Linked DNA regions of Mus musculus: all the other regions are linked to region 1. Evidence: chromatin contacts called from public Hi-C, HiChIP or PLAC-seq and promoter capture Hi-C data. All regions are on one chromosome and are shown on one strand. Each heading gives the region's core, a stretch centred on a gene start, on an enhancer-like site or on the middle of the called end of the contact. The rest is flanking DNA. Distances are from core to core; before and after follow the strand shown.

Region 1 (5,612 bases), core at 1,263-3,762:
TATTTTAGACTTTGAACCCTGTAGTCTCTGATAATGCTCAACTTTCATTGTTGTGGAGAAACTAGGCACAACCAACATAAAAAACAAACGAGCACGCCTATTTGGCAGTCAAATGTCAGTTATGGCCATAGGAATTTGAGTTTCACATAACAAAGTGTTTTTCTTTTGAGAAGACATACACACAAAAAAATCATGGCTCTCACGCAGAAAAGGTTTGGGTTTTGTGTGTGTTGGGGGTGGAATTGTTGTTTTGAGACAGGATTTTTTTTTTCTCTGTGTAGTCCTGGGTGTCCTGCAACTTGCTCTGTAGACCAGGCTGCCTGGAACTCAAGAGGTCTACTTGCATCTGTCTCTGCCTTTGCCTCCTGAGTTCTGAACTTAAAGGTGTCATCATGCCCAGCTTTGTTTCCTTTTGAGAGAAGATTCAGTGGTTCTCAGCCTTCCTAATGCTGTGACTCTTTAATACAATTGCTCATGCTATGGTGACCCCCAACCATGAAATTATTTTTTGTTGGTACTTCATAACTGCAATTTTGCTGATATGAATCATAATGTAAATATCTGTGTTTTCCCATGGTCTTAGGTGACCCCTGTGAAAGGGCTGTTCGACCCTGAAAGGAATCACAACTCATAGGTTGAAAATGCCATATAGCATAACCTAAGCCAGCCTTGAATTTATGGTGATCCTCCTGCATCAACTTCCTAAATTTGAGGAACACGGGTGTTCCCCACACCTGACCAGAGAACACTTTGATAACTAAAAAACATACAGGCAAACTTCAAATGTCCCCATGAGATCATAGTTTGTATTAACTTAAAACACCTAATGGCTTATTTTGCCCCCCCCCCCCCGCCTCTATCAAGAACAAATGATTTTACACATTTGAGAAAGACAACTAAACATTACTCCGAGTTGCTTTTGCTTTTGTTTGCTTGGGAGAGAAAAAAAAACTGTCTAACAAAGTTTGTTATGGCTTGGATGTCAAAGGCTGGCTCTGATGAGCTTAAGAGTGACTGCATCCTGAGGCCTCATCAGTGAGTTAATTACCTTAGATGGGTTCATAGTTAGACAGACTGCTGGAAAGGGATGGAAACTGGCACAACCTCTTCTTACCTTTAGGGATATGTGCATGCAGGTGGTACACATGCAGCATGTAGGCAGAACATGCATACACAGGAAATAAAAGTTTAAACATCCAAGTGTTCTCATGTGTGCTATCCTCTGGAGTAACTAACTATAAATTAGATCTACACCTTGTGTCCTTGACCTGCCATTACAAAACTATGTAAAACTCATTAAGACAAGAGTAACATTTTATTTCTTGTGTATCCTCTCAGTTTCTAATAGTACATAGTTACAGTAACAATAGCATAGCTCCTCAATAAGGCAGCTAACGTTCAGTCGTTAAAGAGGTAAGGACCTATAGGTCTCTACAGTCAAGAAAACTGAATCAGCCTCCACTTCATTCATAATTCAGAAAAAGAGTGCACTGAAAGCCAGGCTAGTGACTCATGCCTTCAATACCAGTACTAGGAAGGCAGAGGCAGACACATCTGTGAGTTCGAGGCCAGCCTGGTTGACATAATGAGTTCCAGGACAGCCAGGGTTACATAGTGAGAATCTGGAGAGAAGGGACGGGACGAGAGAAAGAAGTAGAGGGAGAGAGGGAGAGAGGGAGAGACAGACACAGAGACAGGCAGGCAGTCGAGCAGGCAGATAGAATACATCCAGGCCCAATTTTGTCTAAGGACACAGCTTCCAGGACCGCAGTTCACAAATCTTATATTGCTTTTGTTTTCCCTTCACGCTTGCACGACGAAGGATGCAAACTTTGACCGGTTTCCATTCACTGGCCTGATCTTTTGATCAGACACCCTATAGCCTGCATACAAAATCTTGACACATTCTGGGTAGCAGTTAGGGAAGAACACTCTTCCACACATGTGGACCAGCTGCCAGTATAGGGTGGCAAGAAGGGAAAAGGGTTTATGTGACCTCGGGCCTCTTCCCAAGTCTGTCTCTTGGTTTCATTGATCCTTGCCTTGTCGGTACATGTCAAAACCTAAAGGAAGAAAAACTACCAATAAAATAAGGCCCAGTAAGGAGAATGTGTTGTTATTTTAACTAGTGATCTGCATTCAATTCAGGAGGGATTCTAGGGATCCTGAAATGCCAAGCCGATTTGATTGTCCCCACAATCCCAGGCTCCTGCGGACTGGTCATCAGATAGATAGCGGGGCAGGAATTGGTGTCTAGACCGCGGAACAGCTCTCTGTGATCGGTCGGAGCAATCTCAATCGCGAAAGCAAGAAGCTATTAAACGGTCTTCCCGTTGTTGTCCAAGGGTTTAATCCTTACCAAGGTGTGATTGACAAGCATTGCTATCCAATTGAAACTGAGGACAGTACATATAGACCAATGGGAGGACGTAAAGGAGACTGACGTACACACCACCCACCCACCACGCTTTGCGTTGCCTGGAGCCACAGCCAACGTCAGCTATTGAGGACGCCCTTAAGTGCTGAAAGGGCGGCTTTGATTGGTCCATCTTAAATTTCTTAAATGAGCCCCTACTTGTGATTCGTCCAAAGTAGACCAAAGCCTGGATGAAGGGGACAGAGAGCGAGGGGTGAGTCCTGGTGAGGAACCTGAGAGCCGGGTGAGGACCGGAGGCTGGCCCCAGACGCCTGGAAGGTGAGGGCGGGAGGCGCGCGGGCCACCGAAGGTCATCCTGGCCGCAGGCCTGGGATTACTGCTCAGTCCCCAGTGTTCCCAGCTGCGGTGCTGGGAGCTGATGTGTGGTGAACCCTGCAGACTGAATCGCTGCCTGCCCAGTAAAAAGGGCAGGACGCTGAAGCACCCTCTTTCTGTCAGTCAGGTGTCACCTGGTCTTTAGGGGTCGTGACATTTGATTTTGCCCAGAGGTGCATGTGATTAACCAACAAAGATTAGGAGGCATTAGCCTAATGTTTTAAAACCCAAACGAGGCTGAAGTTTCTAAAGTAGGAAAAAAAAAAAAAGTGTAGGCTCTCACTCCTCCAGTTTGTTGATTTTGGGGATAGGCCTTGCTCAATATCCCCGGCAGGCCTCAAACTTATGGTCGGTCCTCTTGCCCCACCCAGCCTTTTGAATGCTAGGATGACAGATGTGTACTACCACATCAGGCCATTCTAACTATTTTTGAAGGTTTGGAATAAGCAATTAAAAAAAAAAAAAGTTAAAAAGAGAGCTGGGCGTAGTAGTGGCGTTAATCTTTAGTCCCAGCAGGCTGGAGGCACAGGCAGTCAAATCTTTGTGAGTTCGAGGCTAGCCAAGTGTACAAAGCTTTACCCGGGAAAAAAAGATATCTCCAGAAAGGCAATCCTGTCCAGTAACCTACCATTTCTATTGCGTTCAAGGACTTGGTCCTGAAATTTGGGGTACGGGCAAGGTATCATCCACCAGCAGCCTTACACCACACTGCCTTATCTGTAATTTCCATCTGCCCCAGACAGCAAACTGTCCTCTGAGACAGGTATTAGTTTTCTCCCTTAAGATTCTCAGCTTGTCTTGCAGAGGTGGCCCATGCCTTTAATCACAGAGGCTGAGAGTTCTCTGAGTTTGAGGCCAACCTGATCTAGTTCCAGGACAGCCAAGGGTACACAAAGAAACCCTGTCTCAAAAACCAAAAACAACCAAAGATCCTCAGCCTGGTGGTGGGCAGGATTTTCATCCAATGAACCCAGGGTGCAGGATGTTTGTTTCTTTGTTTGTTTGTTTTCCCCTGGAAATTGGGTGAAAGGGGCTGTCAAACCAACCTTAGGTGGAGGAAGAATTCAAGACATATAGATTCAAAAGGGTCCGGAGAACTTTATAAGGAACCTCACAGTCTCCATCACAGGGAGAAAAACAAACAACAAAGCACCTGACCTTGTCTTGCTTTTGTCAACTGCTACACAATGTGTTTAAATTTATACAAATTGTTTTTTTCCTACTCTAGGTTACTTGTTTCTAACGAATTGACTCTTAAAATTGTGTCGGCTTAAGCATCAACTCTCAGAGAATACTTGGATGGTATTCTGTGTCTTAAGTAAATGGACATTTTTGTTTGTTTGTTTTAATCAAATCTCACTAACAAATAATTTAGCTATTCCCAAGACTTGGGGTTGTAGCTCAGATGGCACAGTCACACCTAGCATGCGTGAGACCCTGAGTTCTACCCCTAGTGTCATAAACAGGGAGTGGTCCACTGTAATCGAAGGGAAGGTAGATGCAGGGGAATCAGAAGGTCACTGGGGCTGGAGAGATGGCTCAGTCCAGGCTTAAAGCTCCCTGTAACTTCAGTTTCAGAATCTAATGTCCTCTTCTGGCCTCCACAAGCACCTGCATAAACATCACACAGGCACACACACACAGGCACACACACAGACACACACACACACACACACACACACACACACACACACACCAATTAAAAAAAAATCTAAAAGAACCCCAAAAGAATGGTTTGGTTATGAAGGGCTTGGAGCTGTGTGTTCTATCACTTAAGAGTCATCCCGTAGGTGTAACTTGATGTCACCTGAGCCTGTCAGCATCCGTGGGGATGGAAGATCAATGCTTCTGATGTTCCCAGCCCCCGCTGTCATTTATCCTGATTTCTAGGTGATAAGAGTTTGTTCATGTCTTCCAGGTTGTTGTATGATATCCAAAACAGCACAACTAATCCTAAGTAGACATTTCTTTCAAGGAAGCCCATCAGCTCAGCCAGTCAGGCTAGTTGTTTCTGATATGTCTTTTGACCCCTTTCCATTTCCATAGCTAGGACAAGTGTTCTTATCTGGAGAACTGTGGTAGTCTCCTAACTCATCACCTGCCTCTGCTCTCTGCTCTCTGCTCCCAAATCCTGTAAGGTACACTCTGATGTGGGGGAGATTGGTTCTAAACAAGAGCTCTGCCACTGGGTAACTCTGACCCTCCCTCACGTTTGTCTGTTTATTTATTTTTGGTAACTTTATTTTTAAACAGTCTTACCAAATTGCCCAGCTGGGCCTTGAACTTGAAATTCTGCGTCAGCCACTCAGGGAGTGGTATAGGCCTGAAACCACTAAACCTAGCTATTAGATATAAAAATGAAGAAGTCTCATATGTCTCAGCCTGGGGATATGGCCCAGAAGTTAAGAACACTATCCGAGGACCGAGATACAATTCTCAGCACCCACATGGCAGCTTACAACTCTCTGTAACTCCAGTCTCAGGGGATCTGGCACCCTCACACAGACATATATGCAGGCAAAAGACCAATGCACACACAATAAAAATAAACATTGAAAACAATTTTAAAAGTAAGTTTCACAAAGTGTTTAAGAACTAGAGGCTATTGAAATCTCTAGTTTGGGGAATGTAGTAGAGTCTGCCAACCAGATTAATAAATATTCTCATTCTGCTTATGGTTTTTATCTTAAAGAAATGAAGCATCACAAATTGTTAAATTCCTTATATTCTCTTTGCTGGTCCCATTCTGGTTTCTTCCTCCTCCCCGAGACACTTACCAGAGTTGCTGTGTACAATTTATACTCGTTGTTCTGTTGTTGTTGTATATTATGTGTGTTCGGGGTTGGCACACTTACATGTG
Region 2 (5,612 bases), core at 1,347-3,846, 240 kb before region 1:
TGCTAAGCACTATTGGTGCCCTACATCTGCCATATCCTGAGAGGTCCCGGGGCTGTACTTCCTGGGTTCCCTCATTGCACACAGGATTAGTTTTTGTGGATCTTTAGCCATTTATCTCTTCTAGGTTCCTTGCTACAAGCCTTGATCAGCCCATTCCTGTACCTTCTCAGCATAGACTTGTTCCCCCTCCTCTGAGCCTGGCAGGAGACCTGGCAGGAGAAAGTCAGGAAGAGCATTCCTAAAGGAACCCAACAGATTCTATGCAGGTCTGGCCCCACTAAGGGCTGGCTGTAAAGGCTCCAGCCAGCAACTGGCACTCCCTCTAGTGCCAGGAAAAAGCCAGCATGGGTTCATTTTTCTAGCATCCAGAAGACAGTTTAAGGACCTGGGAGGGGGTCAGAGCATGAAGCCATTTGGTAAATGCAGCTGTGGGCTGAACGGGGGTTGGGGGGTGGAGTGGGGAAGCAGCAGTGGGCATAGCCAGTGTTGAGGGGGATAATGGTCCTCAGAGTGCTCAAAGCCTGAGCCTATTCCTTGAACCCCAGCAAGGGGGATCAGCACCCCCCACCATGTTCTCACTCTCACTCTGTACACCCCGGTGCTCTGGGCTGCCTGAACACCTCTGAAAGCTTCCCATGGCTGCCTCTATAGGAAGCGTCTGTACTTCCCCTTCTCTCATGGCAGAGTCCTGACGCTTCCAGGAATCCATTTTTTTCCCCCACACTCGCAGGAATCTACCTTGCTCTGTGCCTTGTCTCTATCCAGTCTTAACATCTGTGACACTGTGGGGCCATCTGCATGGATGGATGTGTTTCCCAACGTTAATATGTTGCTAAATGACTGAATGATGGATAGATTGAGAGAGACTCAGGACAAACAGGATGCTACAGAGGGTGCTCCTTAATGTATCTGCCTAGGGAGGGGGAGCAGCAATAGAATCAGAACCCTGGCAGTGGGGGGTTCCTGAAACAGAAGGCCTGAGTCCCCGCCTCCAGGATCCCTGGGCCAGCTAGCCAGACAAGCGCACACAAGAGTTAGGGTCCTGTGCAATGGGGTGTGGGGGGTCTTGATTAATTAATTAGTTAATTCACATTTCATAGGCAGTGGTTTACAAAGAGTGTTACCAGATGCTGCCTCCCCTTAACTGCATACCTGGTTATCGCTGACAGGAAGCTGTAACAGAGACCAGGCAAGGGAGAGGAACCTTATCTCAGACTTCTCCGTTTTGGGGGACGTGACCACTCCTCACTTCCCATTCATTTCCAAAGGAGTCTTTACTCCTGTTATGGTCCCAAGCCAGCCAGTGATTTCCAACAGACTCTTTAGGGAGCCTAACAGAGTCTGATTGTGTGCATGGGTCTAGTGTGTGTGTGCGTGTGTGTGTGTTCTTAGCTGGAAAAACATATCTGATATGCCTATTGTGTTCCTAATAAAAAAGTAATTAAAGTTCAATCCCACCTGGGCCATGGAGATGTGCAGAAGATGCAGTGAGGAATCAAGCCAGAGCATAGCTGAGCAGATGCCGAGAAACCGCGCCTGGGTTCATACTAAAGTGTTCATAAGCTTCAGAGGCAAAAAGGGCAGAAGTTCCACTTTGCCTCTGCAGAAACAAAGGCTCCATAAGGACAGGAACTCTAATTCTGCACCCCCAGTACACGGCACACACTTGGCAGGACCCGCAGGAAGCACTCAACGTTTGTTACAAAGATGAAGAGACTGGAAGAGATCATTGCTGAAATCATTCGCCTGAATTTGTGTGTTAGATAGCAGCAGGGTCAGACCCAAGATGCCTGAATGTCTGCTGTGGGGCGTGATCCTGCTCTACCAACTCCAAGAACAACAGGAGTCCTGGTGTCTTACTAACCTAGCCCCTCATGCTAAGCCATAGGGACAGTGAGTCTCTTCAAAGGTGGCACGAGAGAGGACACAGCCTGTAAAGTGCTTCTCAACCCTGCTGCTCACGTGGTCACCTGTCCCCTGATTTATTTTAGGCTTTGTATCCTTGGGCCATTAACTATTTTTGTAGCTGTTTAGGGCACTTGTCCTATTTGGAGACAAGAAGATAGACAGTAAGACCTCTTGCTTCTGGTAACTGAGGTAAGAAGGAGGCTAATAAAGGCAAAACCTAAATCAGACCCTGAGCATGTTTTGTCACAAGCTTTTTTTTCCAGTCCTGGGGACAGTCCACCATCTCATATGCAGGGACAGAGAGGGCTCAGCTAGACCCGGAGTTTGCTTTTTCCCTCTATGCAATGAAGAATCCAGGTCTAAAGAAATGGGTGGCCCAAGCAGGCAGGGAGAAAGGTCACTGAATATAAAGGGAAGAAAGGCCCACAACAAAATAAAAGGAAGAGAAGAATATGTTTTGATGAATCAAATCGAGGGAAGGTGGGTCTCCCATATGGTCCCTGGGGTGTTGCCCCCGGGGGCAGAGGGAACTGTCAATCATAGCTACAGAAAAGGCTTAGGGGAACTTTCAAAGCAGATGAATTAACTTTATGCTGCAAAGTGAATGTGTTTCACAGGCAGCTGAGCAGAGGACCTTGCAAGGCAGGGGGCTCCGGGCCTTAAAGAGATGAGAGGAATGTAAAGGACTGTGACAACATCTGAACCTGCTTGCCCGGCACAGCTGCCTGGCCTGGATGGAGGCCATTCACAGCCAGGGGCCCCATCCACCCCCTTCTGCCTTGTTAATGAAACCAGCATGGGGATCCTAATGACTGATCAAAGCCCAGCCAGCTTCCCCAGGCCCGATGCACCCCCGGTTCTGCTTGGAGCATCTGGGCTAGGACAGGGAGGGGAAGCAGGGGCAAGTGGGTCGAGAATGCTTTGTAGCCCCATCTCTGGCTGTCTTACCTTCCCAGTTGCAGAAGGGGGGAAGGCCTCATTTTGACCCTGGAACTATGAATGCAGTTTCCTTGGTCCCTGACATCGTTCTCTTTACTCCAAGAGTCACAGGGGGATAAAGCAGTGGACCTCTGTTTCCATTAAAACTCTGGTTCCATTAAAGGCCTCAAGCAAATGTTTGCCTTCCTTCCTTCTGAAGGGAGCTTCCACAGATGAGCCTGAAAGCTGAGTTCTCATTTTGTCCATCATGCTCTCTCTGATGAACCAGGAAGCCAGTCCCTAGTAAACTGCCAAAGTCCCTCTCAGGGTAAGTATTGTTCTGTCATTCAGCAGCGGGAGCTCCCGGCTACCTGGCTATCCATCGATTCCCGTCTACCCTACGCACACAGTGCCACATCCACCAGGGCTGAGAAAGGACCCATTAAGATCTCTGCTTTCTGGTTGAATGTTCATGTAGCAAGCAGGGCCTGCTGTAAATGTGCAGACAGAGAATTTTAAACATTGACTATCTAACCCAATAGACCAGATGATTTAAATATGTGTCTTGCTTATAAACCAAGACCATCTATGGAACAGTAGATGTGTGTTTATGTTTGAGGAAGAGTAGGATGGAACTTGCTGCTTCCTCTTTCCTTGGTAAGGGCTTGGAAAGGGTAGAGAAGCTGTTGCCTTCACTACTAAATCCCCATTTCCTGGAATTGCTGGTAGAGCTGGGAGACCTTGGCATTGTGGGAGATGCTGCCTATGCATATGCTGCCTGACAAGGAACAGGAGGGCTTCAAATGTGTCTGAGGTGGGAGAGAGAATACAGGTAAGGATATAGGACTAGAAGGACTCACAGGGTGGTTGATCCCATGAGAAGTCTAGAAAATTTATATATATATATATATATATAATACATAATATATAATATACAATATTATATGTGTTATATATATATATATATATATATATATATGAATGCTATGACTTGGAGTTAGAGTTAGTAGGGGTTCTGGGGTAGAAGGAGGTGGGAGCTGTAAAAACCCCAGTGACTATGATGACCAGGCCAGAGTTGCATAAGAACAGAAACAATGATAGGCAAATCACCACGATGCATTGAACTGAGGGTTCATCCATGCACTTCCTATCCAGCCTCCCGGTATACAACATTTTCTTATACAATCCTGAGTTCGAGCAATCCACCTCTATCTCTTCAATGCATAGAATGAGGCACAGCATACTGGAATTGAGGTGTTAGAGTTTTTTAAAAAAAAATTGTTAAGTGATCTGAAGAGAAACCAGAGTATGAGGTATTGTAACTAGACAGCAGAGGGCGCTGCTTCTCCAACAGACTTCAACAGAGAGCTACAGGAAGGAGGAGGTAAGTCTACATGAAGGGTATTACTGTGTTGTTGCTTTTGCCACTTCTAAATATACAATCGGTCTTCAGAACATAATAAACAGAATGACGTCCTTATGAGAAGTCACAGAGTTTCCCCCAGACAAACTCAAACAGCCCAGAGGGGCTAGGAGCCACTTAGCCATCATACCACTTTGGCTTATGCCCAAATAGCATGGGGCCATAACCGTTAATGCTTCTCTACTAAAATGGAAAAGAAAAAAAAAAACTCCGTCATTTTTAATAACTTTATTCCCCAAACTTCAAAATGAAAATTGCCAAGTTAAGAACTTGCCTAGAAAAAAAATTCTAATTTATTATAAAGAAGGTCCGGGGCTTGGGAATTTTTTAATGCAGATTCCTAATTTTCCAAAGTGACATTCTCCTGTGCATTTGAATAGATTATACTCAGTATTGCTAGCCCTTAGCACAACGAGAACATTATTAAAACGATTGCACGGGTCTCTGAGGAGAGGCTCTGCTTCTTGCCCCCTTTCTCATTTTGGGGACTTCATATCAGAGACTGTCCATTCCTTGCCTGTGAAAGAAACTGGGTTTCTGGGGAGGTGACGCGAAGTTCTGTCACATAGGGAACAAAAGTCACAAGATTAGACCTGAAGGGGTAATGAAAGAGTGGGTCTCGTTTCCTGAGAGCCCCCCCGTTTAAGATGGTCCCCGTGTGCCTGACCCACAGTCCTATTATAAGGCCTGGCTTTCCCGAAGACGGTGTCAGAGAGCAGCTGGTTCTTTAGGATAATGACATTACAAGGGAAATAGAGCGGAGTTTTCCCCTGAGGAACTGGGGTTAGCTCTTCAGAGCTGAGAGGGAGGGAGGCAGGGGACCAGCTGTGTGGAATGCTAGTAGCCAAGCATATATACCCCAGCCATAAAGAATGGGGAAAGGGACCCCTGGGCCATTTGACTCCAAAGACTTTTCTTCCAAGGACCAGAAACCTCCATAGCCTCTGGGAACCCTTCTCCTGCTTCTTTCCCCCACTTTATCACTACCTTAACCCTTCTTCCTTAGCCTCCATCTTCAGCCTAATTCTTAAGGTTGAAGAGATCCAGAGAAGGAGTGTGAAGGTCCCATGCAGAGTCTCCCAAGCCTAGAGACTCAAGGGCATGTGCTGGCAGGTCACTGAATGATGAGAGGTTTTGTAGTTTCAGAGAGAGAGAGAGAGAGGAGTCAAAGATGGTTTGCAAAGTGGCCGCTACATCATCTGGCAACTTCCCAGAGGTTGAGAGACTCGGTGCACAGTACAGGTGGTCTGGGCTCACAGTAAGCTGTGGCATCAGCAGGCCATAGGACCTAACGTGAACAAAGTCCCCAGCCCTGTTTCCAAATCTCAATACTAGTTTCCATGTGGTCTGTGAGGGTGACAAC
Region 3 (5,612 bases), core at 2,126-4,625, 160 kb before region 1:
AGCATACAGCCCCAAATGAGTGTCCAACTCTCAGTTCTAGTAAGGAAGTAGATCCAGGTGGGGTAAGTTTGGGCTGCTACAACCCTGGGAGTCTATAGAACATCCTCCCCTAAGAGATGTACCTACTCAAAGTCATATAGTGACAATTAGGTTTAGACAGTCCTCCCAATTCATAGGAAGGCACAGTGCTTATGTCTTTCTTGCTTCCAAATTCCTTTCTGTTGCAGAAATATGGTAGAAAAAGCCAGGTAATGATAGCACACATCTGCAATCCTAGTTCTTAAAAGGCAGAGGCTAGGCAGATCCCTTCTAAGTCATCTCCAACTCAGAGAACATTCTAGACTACCTGGGTCACATATGATCTTATCTGTAAAATAAAATGGAAAAAAAAAATAGATCACGAGGTACTTTCTGTCAACATTTCTCTATCTATCCCAAGGCTGAGAATTATTTCCTTTGTGTCTCTCTTGGCAGAAAGGGCATCTTGGACAAAGGACAATGGGAGCCACATCATGTCCTGACTTGCATTCCCTCAACTCTTCCTGTTGAGAGCTCTCCTTTAGCAGCCTCCACTCTCCTTGCTTCACCTGCCTGCCTGCCTTTTCAGTTGTTTGCTCAGAAGCTGGGCTCTGTTTGCTGAGCCCTTATTCATTTTCATATTGCCTGGGATATTTTCAGCTCCTCCCCTGGGCCTTTGGGAGAACTTCAAGTGTCAAGAAGCACACTGGGCTATCAAGGTAAACACCCACAGTGGCCTGAGCCCCATCTGGGGAATCTGCCCACTTTATTGGCTGTCTCCTGGCTTTCCTACTGCCTTTCATCTGGGCTCCTGAGATGCTGGGTGTGCTTTCAGGCAGACAGGCTGCAGAGTCTCATATCTAAGACTATAGCATGTACGTGATGGGCAATGACGTCTAGGACCTTTGGCTTGGCCTCTCATAAAGGTTCCCAACCTTACTGGGGTCAGACTGAAGAAACAGAGAAGCAGAAGGCCACAGAAGTAGCCCAATCCCTCACTCCTGGAAACTGTTTCCAGAGCATTGGATTCTTCATTGCTCTTTGCTGAGTATCCAAGGCCCCATACTGAAGGCACTTATTGGGGAACAATAAGGAATGCCTTGCGAAGAAAATCTGAGTTATCTCTGCATCCTTTTTAACTTGACAGAATTTAAGCTTAAAACCAGTCTCTTTAATGCTTGCTCTAGTTCCGTTGGAGAACAAGGCCTAGATCCTCTTCATTGTGGAGAAAGGGCATTCACCAGAGAAAAAGAACAGTCAAAGGAACAAGAGACACAAAGGAAAGGTCTGAGCTTAAACCCTGATTGTCTCCTCACTGTGTGTCAGTCACCTAAGCTGTTAAACTGGGACAACAGACTCCACCTGAGTTGAGATGAATATTCCCTAAAATCATGTGTGCATGGGCTGACCTAGGTAATTAATAACTGGTTGTTTAGATTTTTTACTTTTATTCATCCATTAGATCAAGTACTTAAATATTCAGAATCGATCATATTGAGTCAGGCTTACAAAAAGGACCTCCATAACTGTCCTTATACCATTCTGTTCTTTGAGACTCAGAGGTACAACATTTTTCTGTATTTGAAAGGCCCCTCCCTTCAAGCCTCCATTCAGTTTGTATCAAATATTCCAGGAGAAGATGCCAGAGGCCTGGGTTATTGGATATTTGTCGAGTTCAATAAAAGGTGCTTGGTGGCTCCAGGCTGATGATGTTCTCTGGTTTGTCACTGTAACACTTACCGGCTATGGCCCTGCCACTCCAGGCACTGGACATTAGGAAAAGCAAGAGCAGGTTTTATTAACCAAGCCAAAAGACATGAACTTGCATTTGTCACAGAGGATGGGGCAGAGGTGGCTTCCTATCAGAGATCAGGCCTCACCATGGATCCTTTTGAGTTAGGTCATTTCTCGGCTGAGTACTAAGCAGAGTCAGAAACAGCCTTGAGCTATGAGCTGAAAAGAGTCCCACAGAGGCAGCACTTTTTTATAAGGCTTATATTCCTGTTTCTTAAACACACCATCAGTTTATAGCTAACGTGACACTCACTGAAAAGCTTAACAGAATGGAAATCAGAACCTCTGGAAAGAAGGGGCTCAGTCTGCCCTGAAACCCAAGTGCCCAGCACAGTGTCCTGAGATGTGGTTACCTCCTCAATACAGAGTGAATGAGTGAATGGAGCAGTGGCTGGGAGCAGAACCACATTAGTGCTCTGACTTGGATGGAGGCTGACTCATACAGTGACAGAGCAACAAAGGCCAAGGAGATCCAATAAAGAAAGAATTATCAAGGACTGTGTCCAGGCACTATTCTGGTTTGGCACAGTTTGTCTGTTTTTAATTTATGTGTATGTGCCTCTGTGTATGTGGATGCATAATATGTATGTGGGTGCCAGTGGAGGACATGTATCTTTTGGAGCTAGACTTTCACGTATAAGCTCTCTGATGTGGGTGTCAGGATCCAAAATCCAGTCCTCTGATAGAGCAATTGGCATGCCTGACTGATGAGGCATATCTATCTCTTTGGACCCCAGAGAATGATTCTAAATGTCTTATCATATTAAAATAGTGTACAAATGGCATCTTGGTCTTAAAAGTAAGGCAGAAGCATAGCTTTTGAAAGCAGAGGAAAATGGCCAAGAAGACTAATACAGAGCTCTTGACCACCTTCTTAATAAAGGAGGTCAGAATACATCCTAGATCCTGGGCAGGACCTAGTCTTGTGGCTGTCCCGATAAACAGGAAATGGCAAGGGCTACAAATCCCTAGATAGGATCATCAGCTCCCCTGAAAGGCTCAGAGGTGGAGCCATAGACATGATCCCTGAAGAATCTTAGGTGTCACCTAAGCTGAAGCCAAGCATCTTTGGTTCCAACCAAGTGATGGTACCTGATATACATGAAGACCTCTCAGGTCAAACATCAACCTCTCTCGGCAATAGACAGGCATGGTAATACAGCTACCTATAATCCTAGCACTTGAGAGGTAGAGGCAAGAGGATAAAAAAGTTCAAGGTCACCCTCAGCTATGTAAGGAGCCAGCCCTGGAAGAGTTGTAAAGATGCAGGCTTTTGATCATGAGGTAGGGGCAGGTATATCTCTGAGATCAAGGCCACAGTGAGATCTTGTCTCAATAGAAGAAGGAAGAAGAAAAGGAGGAGGAGGGAGAGGAGGAGGAAAAGGATGAGGAGGGAGGAAAGGAAGGAAGGAAGGAGGAGAGAGAGAGAGAGAGAGAGAGAGAGAGAGAGAGAGAGAGAGAGAGAGAGAGAGAGAGAGCAACAGTGAAGTAGACATTGGCCCTGCTCCATAAGTCCACGACCCGGAAGGAACAAGGTGCTAGTTTCGAGTTCCACATTTCTTCCCATTATCTTATTTTTGGAGACATGAGACTCACCATTTGTTTTAATTTCATCCTCAGTGAAGTTATAACAGACTGGCAACGTGTTAGCTGTAAAAGACTTTTTTTTTTTCAAGCCATGAGTTGTTCCTCATTAGTCTCTGCCACATGAAAAAATTATCAAGAATCTGGGCCACAAGTAGATGGATGGCTTTTAAGATTGAGAATACACACTGGATGATGTCAGGTCTGGGGACACTGACAGAAGATAGTTAAAGGGAGGAAAGGGCAGAAAATGCCATTTTAAAACTGAAATCAAACCTTCAGAGTCTGGGCCCTGGAGGTGACTCATGGTGAAATATGTCATGGTAGATTCAACCGTTTTCCCAAAGAAACTTCCCCTAACTGCAGAGGGAGGACCACACTGCAGCCAGGAGAGAGGAATGTGGATAGAGTCACATGGTTTTCAGGATCCTTCCCAGGGAGGAGTGGGTGGTGGTAGCTGTAGTGTTATTGGCGAGGTTGTGGCCCATGGGAATCCATAAAACTAGGAACACTGAGTTACTCAAATATTAGCCATGATTTCTTAAAACCTGGGGGTGGAGCCGCACTAATAGATTCCTGAAGATAGACAGGAAGTGTGTTCGGCTGAAAAGGGCGGCTGAACAGAGGCAATGGTAAAATATTCAGGAACTGCATATTCTCACTTCCACCCCCCATCTTATTTATTGTTACATTTTCAGTACTTACCACAACGCCCAGCACACGTAGAACACGCCATAAATATTTGTTAAATGAATACATGCATGAAACCCAACTCTAGGAAACTCTTTTTGATCGCACCAGGCCTTTGTGAGGACCCATTAGGATTCCAACTATATGATCTGGTCCTGTGAAGGTGTACCAAAGGGCCCAAGTCTGAATGTTCAGCAGCCTTTCAGATGCATGCCACCAAGTACTGAACGGACCCACAACAGCCCTGCCTGCCATTCTAGAGAAGACTGACGTGAATCCCTGCCTTGTTTCCACGCACTCACTTTCAGCCCCACTCCCACTGGATAATTGAAGCCACCAGCTTCCATCATTCAAATGAATACAAGCTTAAAAAACCAACCAACCAAACAAACAAACAAAAAAAAAACAATCAAAAGTCCAAGGGTCTTCAGTGTGGGAGATTTTGTTTTACCTGTGCAAGTGTTAGCAGTCAGGCTGGATTCCCAGCCCTGCCTTTAATTGTAGCCTGTATGCTATGATTGGAATTAAATGACATGCCAAATTAAAGAGTTATTTTTTCTAATAAATATTTTGCATAGGATGTGTTTATAATGGCATTAATTATTTATGCTGCCATATAGAGAAAGCATAAATATAAAGAGAGAGAGAGATCAGATGGTTCCTGTAGGAGAAATAAAATGAAAATTTCCATCAAGATGATGAATACCTGAATTCGAACTTTGGGGCTGGGCCTGGGGGGAGGTGGAGAGCCGGGGACATCTTGAGAACAAATCTGACAAGCGTTATGGAGGCTTTTGAGCGAGGAATATGTTAAAAATGAAAGTGAGTACAGAAACTTTAAATATTTAATACCTGCATTAATTCTAATTCACACTTTCTTTATTTTTCAGATTAAAAATTTACGAGAATTTCCCATCTCTTTCATCCTTCTCCTCCCATGGGGGCACTTGGCGGTCACTGTGCCTGGGACCAGCTTTAGCAGCATTTGGGTCACAAAGAGAACAAGGACAGTAGCCCCTGCCCCCCCCCCTCCTGTGACACCTGCTGTGAAACTGCCTCCACCCCTAGCTCCCCTCTGGAAAGCTACTGCTGTTGGATTTCTGGTGCCAGAGTGACTGATGGAACCAGAGGCCATTTCCTGCCCTCCAGCCCTGCCCCAAGAAGACCACGAAGTCCTGAGATGATGCAGCCAAGTTGTACATTTAAAATGCCTGCCCAGGTCTTGAACATGTTAGATCCACACCGAACTGAGGACTCCTCCAAGCAAGAGACTTTTTTGTCACATGCAGCCAGGAGGCCCCTCTGCCCTCACAGGTATTTTAGTCTAAAGCTGAATACATTTTATAAGCTGTCCTATCACCATGAGCCAGTGCTGACCTGGGTACAGGGCCAGCTTCTGCCCCTGCTCTAGTCTGCAGAAGCTGGTGAGCAAACATCAATGTCTGCATTTCTTACTGAAGCTCTTTCCCACACACCTTGGACCACTGAGTCAAACTTTCATTTCACACGGGCAAACCTTGCGTTCC
Region 4 (5,612 bases), core at 793-3,292, 160 kb after region 1:
CACACACACACCCAAAGATATGAAATTAGGAGGAAGGAGGAAGATTTCTTGGGAAGAATGCCTTCTCAGATGATTTTGGGGGGGGGGGGGATAAGAGAAGGTAATGGGAGGGGGAAATGAACAAAATATACTATATACATGTAGAAAGTAGTCAAAGGATTAAAAAATATTTTTAAGTTGCTTTTTTAAAAGGGAGAGGGCTGATAAAATAAGGCAGAGTGGTGCATACTTGAAATTCCAATACGAGTGACGTGGTAGCAGGAAGATCAGGAGTCCAAGGCCATCCTCACTACATAGCTAGCTGGAAAGCAATCTGTCTCAAGAACACAGACAAACAACAATGGGAAGTGTCCTACAGTGCCACCTGGGAACTGCTAGCGAGAATGTAAATGAGTTAGGTTCTTTGGAAAACAGTTTGGGAGCTCCATAAAAAGTTCCATAAACAGGTGTGGTGCCATCAATATAGATAGCATACCCATATAGGCAAAATCCACGTGGTATGGTGTCACGGAGATAGCATACCTACAACAGGCAAAATAGACAGAAAGTAGATGGGGCTGGGGAGAGGAAATACAGTTAGTGACAACTAAGAATAGAAGTGTTACATAGGGAAAGCTAACTAAAATTAGACATTTGTGGTAGTCTCAGAACCTTGTGAAAATACTAAAGCCACTGAACTGTACATTCTAAAAGGGTGAATTTCCTGATATATGAATTCTGTCTTAATTTAAATGTTTTAGCATAAAATTAAAGGGGGGGAACTAAAACTAGGGGGGAAGCCTGATGGGTGGCTTTCAAATTTTAAGTCTATCAACATAGACTAATTTTTACTTTAAGATTAAGTATATTCATGTGTAACTAAGAAAAATAAAATAGAAATAAAATGCCCTTTTTTGGTGTTTTGTTGATTCATTTGGGGTTTCTGTTTCATTCTGCTGAGATGGGGGTCTCATGTTGCAGCCCAGCTCAGCCTGGAACTCATGATGTAGCCCAAACTTGTCTCAAACTCAGAGCAGTTTTCCAAGGGCTCAACCCTGCAAGTGCTGAGATCACAGGCGTGCCCCTGTTTCGGTTTTTTGAAACAGGGGTATCACTGTGAACCTCAGATTGGCCTTGAACTCCCAGTCTTCCTGCCTCTGCCTCCTTAGTGCTGGGACTACGGGTGAGCCCGGCACACTCACTTAAATGATTTCTCCTAACTAAGAATTTGCTGGGTGTTCTGTAGCAACCTTCACCAATCCTCCCAACAATTCCTCCGGGGAGGCCATTGTTTTAGCCATTTTACAGAGGTAAAACTCAAGGGCTCAAAGATACTGAGTCCATTCCATTACTGCAGAGTTACCGAGCGTTTTATGAGAAGGCATGGCCAGGAGGCAGGCTAGGCTATCACACTGATGGGAGAACCCAAGGGTGCCGGAGTGTGGAGCATTAACCTCATCTTTACTCTGACATGTCCTAGAGCACTGACTGCAGGGAAGGGGATGACAGTGGACTCTGGAAAGACACTCCCAGCATCTATCTGAACCTGTGATAAGAGACAATCCCAACTAGAACAGGCATGAAAGTAACCGAAATCAAACCCTTTTCCAATTTTCTTCTTGTGGGCTAAAACACCACTTCTTCAGTAATTCTTTGACGTCTCTCATTTCTCGAGATATCCAAAAAACACCCCCTCCCATACCCACCCGGCCACCTTTTCTCTCTTATTAGAAGTCCGTCCTGAAACAGAAGGAGGAATGTGAGGTGGAGCCTTCTAAATTGGAACACATTTATGAGCCCAGATCTGCCTCTGCCTTGGGAGTGGGACTTTATTGAAAGACAAGCCAAGAACCACTGGACCACCTGAGCCCCATAGGATGGAACCTGCTATTAACATCTAAACAGATACTCCTGTCCAAACTAAGGGGCGAAGGGCTTGGAAAGTAGAAAATGCTAGGTCTGAGCAAAGCGAGAGGAGAGAACAAGGCCAGCAACACACAGAGCTCTGTGTATTCAGAGGGAAGTTGGCAGGGTTGTGCTCGGGCAGAGAAACTCCGAGTGGTACAAAGGGACGTGCCCGGAGTGGAGAAATCATGCTAATTGTCTGCACCAGAGCTGGAGAACGCCACCCAAAATGAAGAGAGAAAGGGGAGCCCTGTCAAGAGCCTCCAGGGCTCTGCGCCTCTCTCCTTTTGTCTACCTGCTTCTCATCCAGCCAGGTAAGAGATCAGAGGGTCTAGAGAAAAGAACTGGGGGGCATTTGACAGAGGGAAGGGGAGAGCAGAGCCTGATACCTTCGGGGCTGGAGGAGGGGAGAGCGCTCAGTGGCCGTGGGAAGCATCTCAGTGAATTCAGGAGTCAATGTTGAATATATCTGTTCATTCCCTGTGCTTCCCGCCTGGCCCCCGGCCCCCTCCCCGAAAGGCTGCATGACTTTGGAGCGCCCACGGCATTCAGTACATTAGCTGGAAAGGCATCATGCCACTTCTTATGGGATGACTTGCTGGCGTGGGCCAGACCAGCATTCTTTTTAAGGGCTTATGTGAGCTCTTGGTGGGAGAAGGGGGAGGGGAAATCTTGGTTTTGCACCTCCCAAACCTCTACTGTGGCTTCTCTGAGTGTCAAACATCGTGAAAGATGAAAGAAACTTTGTAGATAATGAGCCTCCTGGTTTAGGATAGCAGTCAGTCCTAGTCATAATTTACTCCAAGCCATAGACACCTACCTCTTGTAGCGCCCCCTAGTAACACTATAGAGAACTGGTCTTATTTTAAGTACTGTAGATATTTATATGTTCATACACACAATTACAGGGAACCTAGAAATGCACATCTTAATGTGGCAAGCGGATACATAGATCATTTTAACAAAAAGCAGGAATCAGAAAAAAAAAAAAAAGTCACCTGCCTCCATCCAGGAAGCTGGGGCTGGTGGGGCAGGATGCTGGGGCTGGTGGGGCAGGATGCTGGTGGGCGTTGAGACCCAGGGAATGTTTCCTTATAGAAAGTATGCACTGAATCTCAGAAGACGGGGAAAATAGGTAGGAGCGTGAGCGAGATTATTGTTGGGACAAAGGTCAAGAGCTTGAAATAGTATCGTGTGTTTAGGCGGAGCCCAGAAGTTCAGCATTGCTTAGGGAAAAGTGTGAACTGAGTTCAGTAGAAGCCTTGTAAACCTTTCTCAGAAAATGAGACTGAGTCTATAAATGGTCGATGGGGACGCTGCATGATCTTTGATTTGGGAACTGGCAGGGTGAGTTTTACTTTTTAGATCTCTTGGTCTTCAGTGAGGCACTGAAGGAGAAACAAGGCAAAATAGATGAGGATGGAGGCCGATTTCATTCCTCTGAGCCCATGAAACAAAATAACACAGACTAGGCGGCTTAGGTAGCAGAAAGTTGGTGTCTTGCAGTTCTGAAAAGCAGACCTTAGAGATCAAAGTACCGACATGCCACACTCCCTCTGAGAGCACTAAGGACAGATCTGTCCCAGGCTTCTTTGGCTTGTGGCAGCAAAATTCCAGCCTTCAGGTGGCGTTTTCCTGTTTGCGTGTCAGTGTTCGAATGTCCCAGTCTTACAAGGACTTGTGCGGAAGTGGATCCACCCTACTACAGTATGACCTCATCTTAATTCCTTGTCTCTGAAAAGACCCCACTGCCAAAAGAAATCGGATTGTGAGGTGCAGGGCTTGGGGTGGAGATTAGGAGGACTTCAGCATGTGAGTTTGAGGAGATGTAGGTTAGCCCACATCAAAGCTATTTTTTAATTATAAACTATGCCAATAAGATGTTAGTTATGAGGCAGGCATGGTGGTGTATGCTTGTAATCTCAGCACTTGAGAGAGGTATGAGGATCAGGGGCCGAAGGCCGTCTTTGACTATACAGTGAGTTTGAGTACAGCCTGGGCTACATAAGATCCTTTCCAAAACAAACAATGTTAGCTATAACCTATGAGAGCTAAATGTTGGGCCATAGACTATTGTACTGTTATTGTATCAAGCCATAAAAGTACAAATTCTGAAAGAGGTCTCTGCCATCTTTACAGTTTTATTTTGGAAAATTCGAGCTCCTGGAACAGACAAACTCCAACATTTAAGTTTTTGTTATTAATTATGTGTCAGTGGAATGAAGTGGTAGTGGGAAACAAGGGGTGGTACTGCATAGAGCCCTCAAGCAAGACGCTTAGCTCATGGGATTCTGTCTATTTCAGTGTGTGTCCATGGACAACTGTGGGGTTTGCCTCTATTTATTCCAGATAGAGAACTTGTTTGTTTGTTTGTTTGTTTGTTTGAGATAGGGTCTTCTTACTATAGTTCTGGCTGGCCTGGAAGGTGCTATTTAGACCAGAGTGGCCTCAAATTTATAGATTTCCCAGTCTCCATCTTGCCTGGCCAAAGAGAATTAAAAAACAAACAAACAAACAAAAAAACCTTAATGAATTAACAAACACAACCATAAAGAGACATATAAGGGAGGGTTTTCCAAAATATGTCTCTGAGTGGTACATTTCAATTCCACTAATTCTTTTGACTAGAACTTTGACACATGTCCATCCCTAACTGCAATGAAAGCTGGAAAATGTAGTATTAAGATTGGCTGGAATGGGTCAGAGAGATGACTCAGTTAAAAGTGCCTGCTGCTCTTGCAGAAGACCTAGGTTTGGTTCCAAGCACCCACATGGTGGCCTCTTCTGACCATCCTTCCCCACCCCCCCCCCGCCCCTAATACTCACGGGCACTGCACACATCTGTGCATGTCATACACACAGACAAAACACTCATACACATAAAACGAAGTTCAAGTTCTGATGTGGACTGTCAGGTTTCTTCACCACAGCCTCCTCCTCTTTTGTTTTCACAGTTATCTGCTTATTTTGTGGGAGTGGGACACAAAACTATAGAGATCAGAAGACAACTTTCAGAAGCCAGTTTTCTTTTTCTTCTCTGTGGGTCCCAGGTGTCAGCTTTGGTGAAAAGAACCATTACCCAACAAACCATCTTGCTGACCTCAAATCTGGCCAAATTTAGCTTCTTAAACTCACCATAGCATGATTCAAAGAATGTTCAAATACACCTTTTCCAGAGTCTAAGGTGTTGACACCTTGATGAACATTAAAAGGTATGAATCCAAACAATGGCAGTTTTATTCTCTGGAGTCTTCTGCTCCTAGTTTCTGTGCTAAGTTTGGAGAAGTGGGTAGATACTGAGAACAGCCTGACACTGTGGTCCATGTCAGCCTGAGCCTAAGACAGCTCTCATGCCTCAGCCTCCTGAGTTCTGGGATTACAGGTATGAGCTATCACACGCAATATCTTCTTAGCCGAAATTCACTATTAAGGGGCAGTGGTGATGATTCTCAGTTTAACAAATGGTGTAATCGAGGATGCCATAGAGGAAAAAGAAGTAGGCTTAAGGATATAGTCTGATGTTCCTGTAACAAGTGAATGAGCTTATATAATCATCTCCTAGGCAAAGAAACAGATATGGCTAGGTTGGTGGCATGCACCTTTAATCTAATACTTTGGGGGAGGCAGAGGCAGGAGGATCTGTGTGAGTTCAAGGCCACTCTAGTTTACATAGTAATTCCAGGCCAGCCAAGGCTACATAGTGAAACCTTGTCTCAAAATAAGAATAA

Evidence for each region. Promoter capture Hi-C pulls out the DNA fragments that hold promoters and counts their contacts. Hi-C and Micro-C count contacts between places; a contact is called where the count stands out from the background. HiChIP or PLAC-seq counts read pairs in DNA pulled down with a chosen protein or histone mark.
Region 2: an H3K4me3 HiChIP or PLAC-seq map of embryonic basal ganglia shows a contact between it and region 1, with 4 times the contacts expected there. The contact joins the enhancer-like site here to the promoter of Tmem218 in region 1. A contact is called at or near these places in 11 of 39 promoter capture datasets (the C10 cell line, cranial neural crest, embryonic stem cells and 6 more), 1 of 484 Hi-C or Micro-C datasets (uterus), 10 of 115 datasets of contacts at active chromatin or transcription factors (bone marrow-derived macrophages, craniofacial prominence, embryonic basal ganglia and 7 more) and 2 of 9 other capture datasets (liver and macrophages).
Region 3: a Hi-C map of muscle stem cells shows a contact between it and region 1, with 1.9 times the contacts expected there. The contact joins the enhancer-like site here to the promoter of Tmem218 in region 1. A contact is called at or near these places in 1 of 39 promoter capture datasets (cranial neural crest) and 1 of 484 Hi-C or Micro-C datasets (muscle stem cells).
Region 4: a contact with region 1 is called in a promoter capture Hi-C map of pre-B cells. The contact joins the promoter of Hepacam here to the promoter of Tmem218 in region 1. A contact is called at or near these places in 16 of 39 promoter capture datasets (the 3T3-L1 cell line, 3T3-L1-derived adipocytes, the C10 cell line and 9 more), 2 of 484 Hi-C or Micro-C datasets (hematopoietic stem and progenitor cells and regulatory T cells), 2 of 115 datasets of contacts at active chromatin or transcription factors (bone marrow-derived macrophages and embryonic stem cells) and 2 of 9 other capture datasets (adipose tissue and liver).

What each region holds. Positions count from the first base shown.
Region 1 is chr9:37,205,711-37,211,322 of GRCm38.p6, forward strand. It overlaps Tmem218 (transmembrane protein 218), which reads left to right and starts at 2,513. Exons shown (of 4, transcript NM_025464.3): 1 at 2,513-2,695.
Region 2 is chr9:36,961,760-36,967,371 of GRCm38.p6, forward strand. All of the region lies in intron 4 of Pknox2 (Pbx/knotted 1 homeobox 2), which reads right to left. Among named protein-coding and RNA genes, the nearest start is that of Gm34652, 9.6 kb to the right of the region's middle. Within about 2 kb of position 2,597, at least 19 of the 459 cell types and tissues checked have an H3K27ac peak or open chromatin away from gene starts, as enhancers often do.
Region 3 is chr9:37,043,871-37,049,482 of GRCm38.p6, forward strand. All of the region lies in intron 2 of Pknox2 (Pbx/knotted 1 homeobox 2), which reads right to left. It overlaps Gm34538 (a long non-coding RNA gene), which reads left to right. Exons shown (of 7, transcript XR_003948122.1): 3 at 4,977-5,400. Among named protein-coding and RNA genes, the nearest start is that of Gm34538, 9.4 kb to the left of the region's middle. Within about 2 kb of position 3,376, at least 39 of the 459 cell types and tissues checked have an H3K27ac peak or open chromatin away from gene starts, as enhancers often do. A contact at or near this core is called in muscle stem cells, where this site is marked.
Region 4 is chr9:37,365,564-37,371,175 of GRCm38.p6, forward strand. Hepacam (hepatocyte cell adhesion molecule) reads left to right here and starts at 2,043. Exons shown (of 7, transcript NM_175189.4): 1 at 2,043-2,198. The coding sequence starts at 2,114.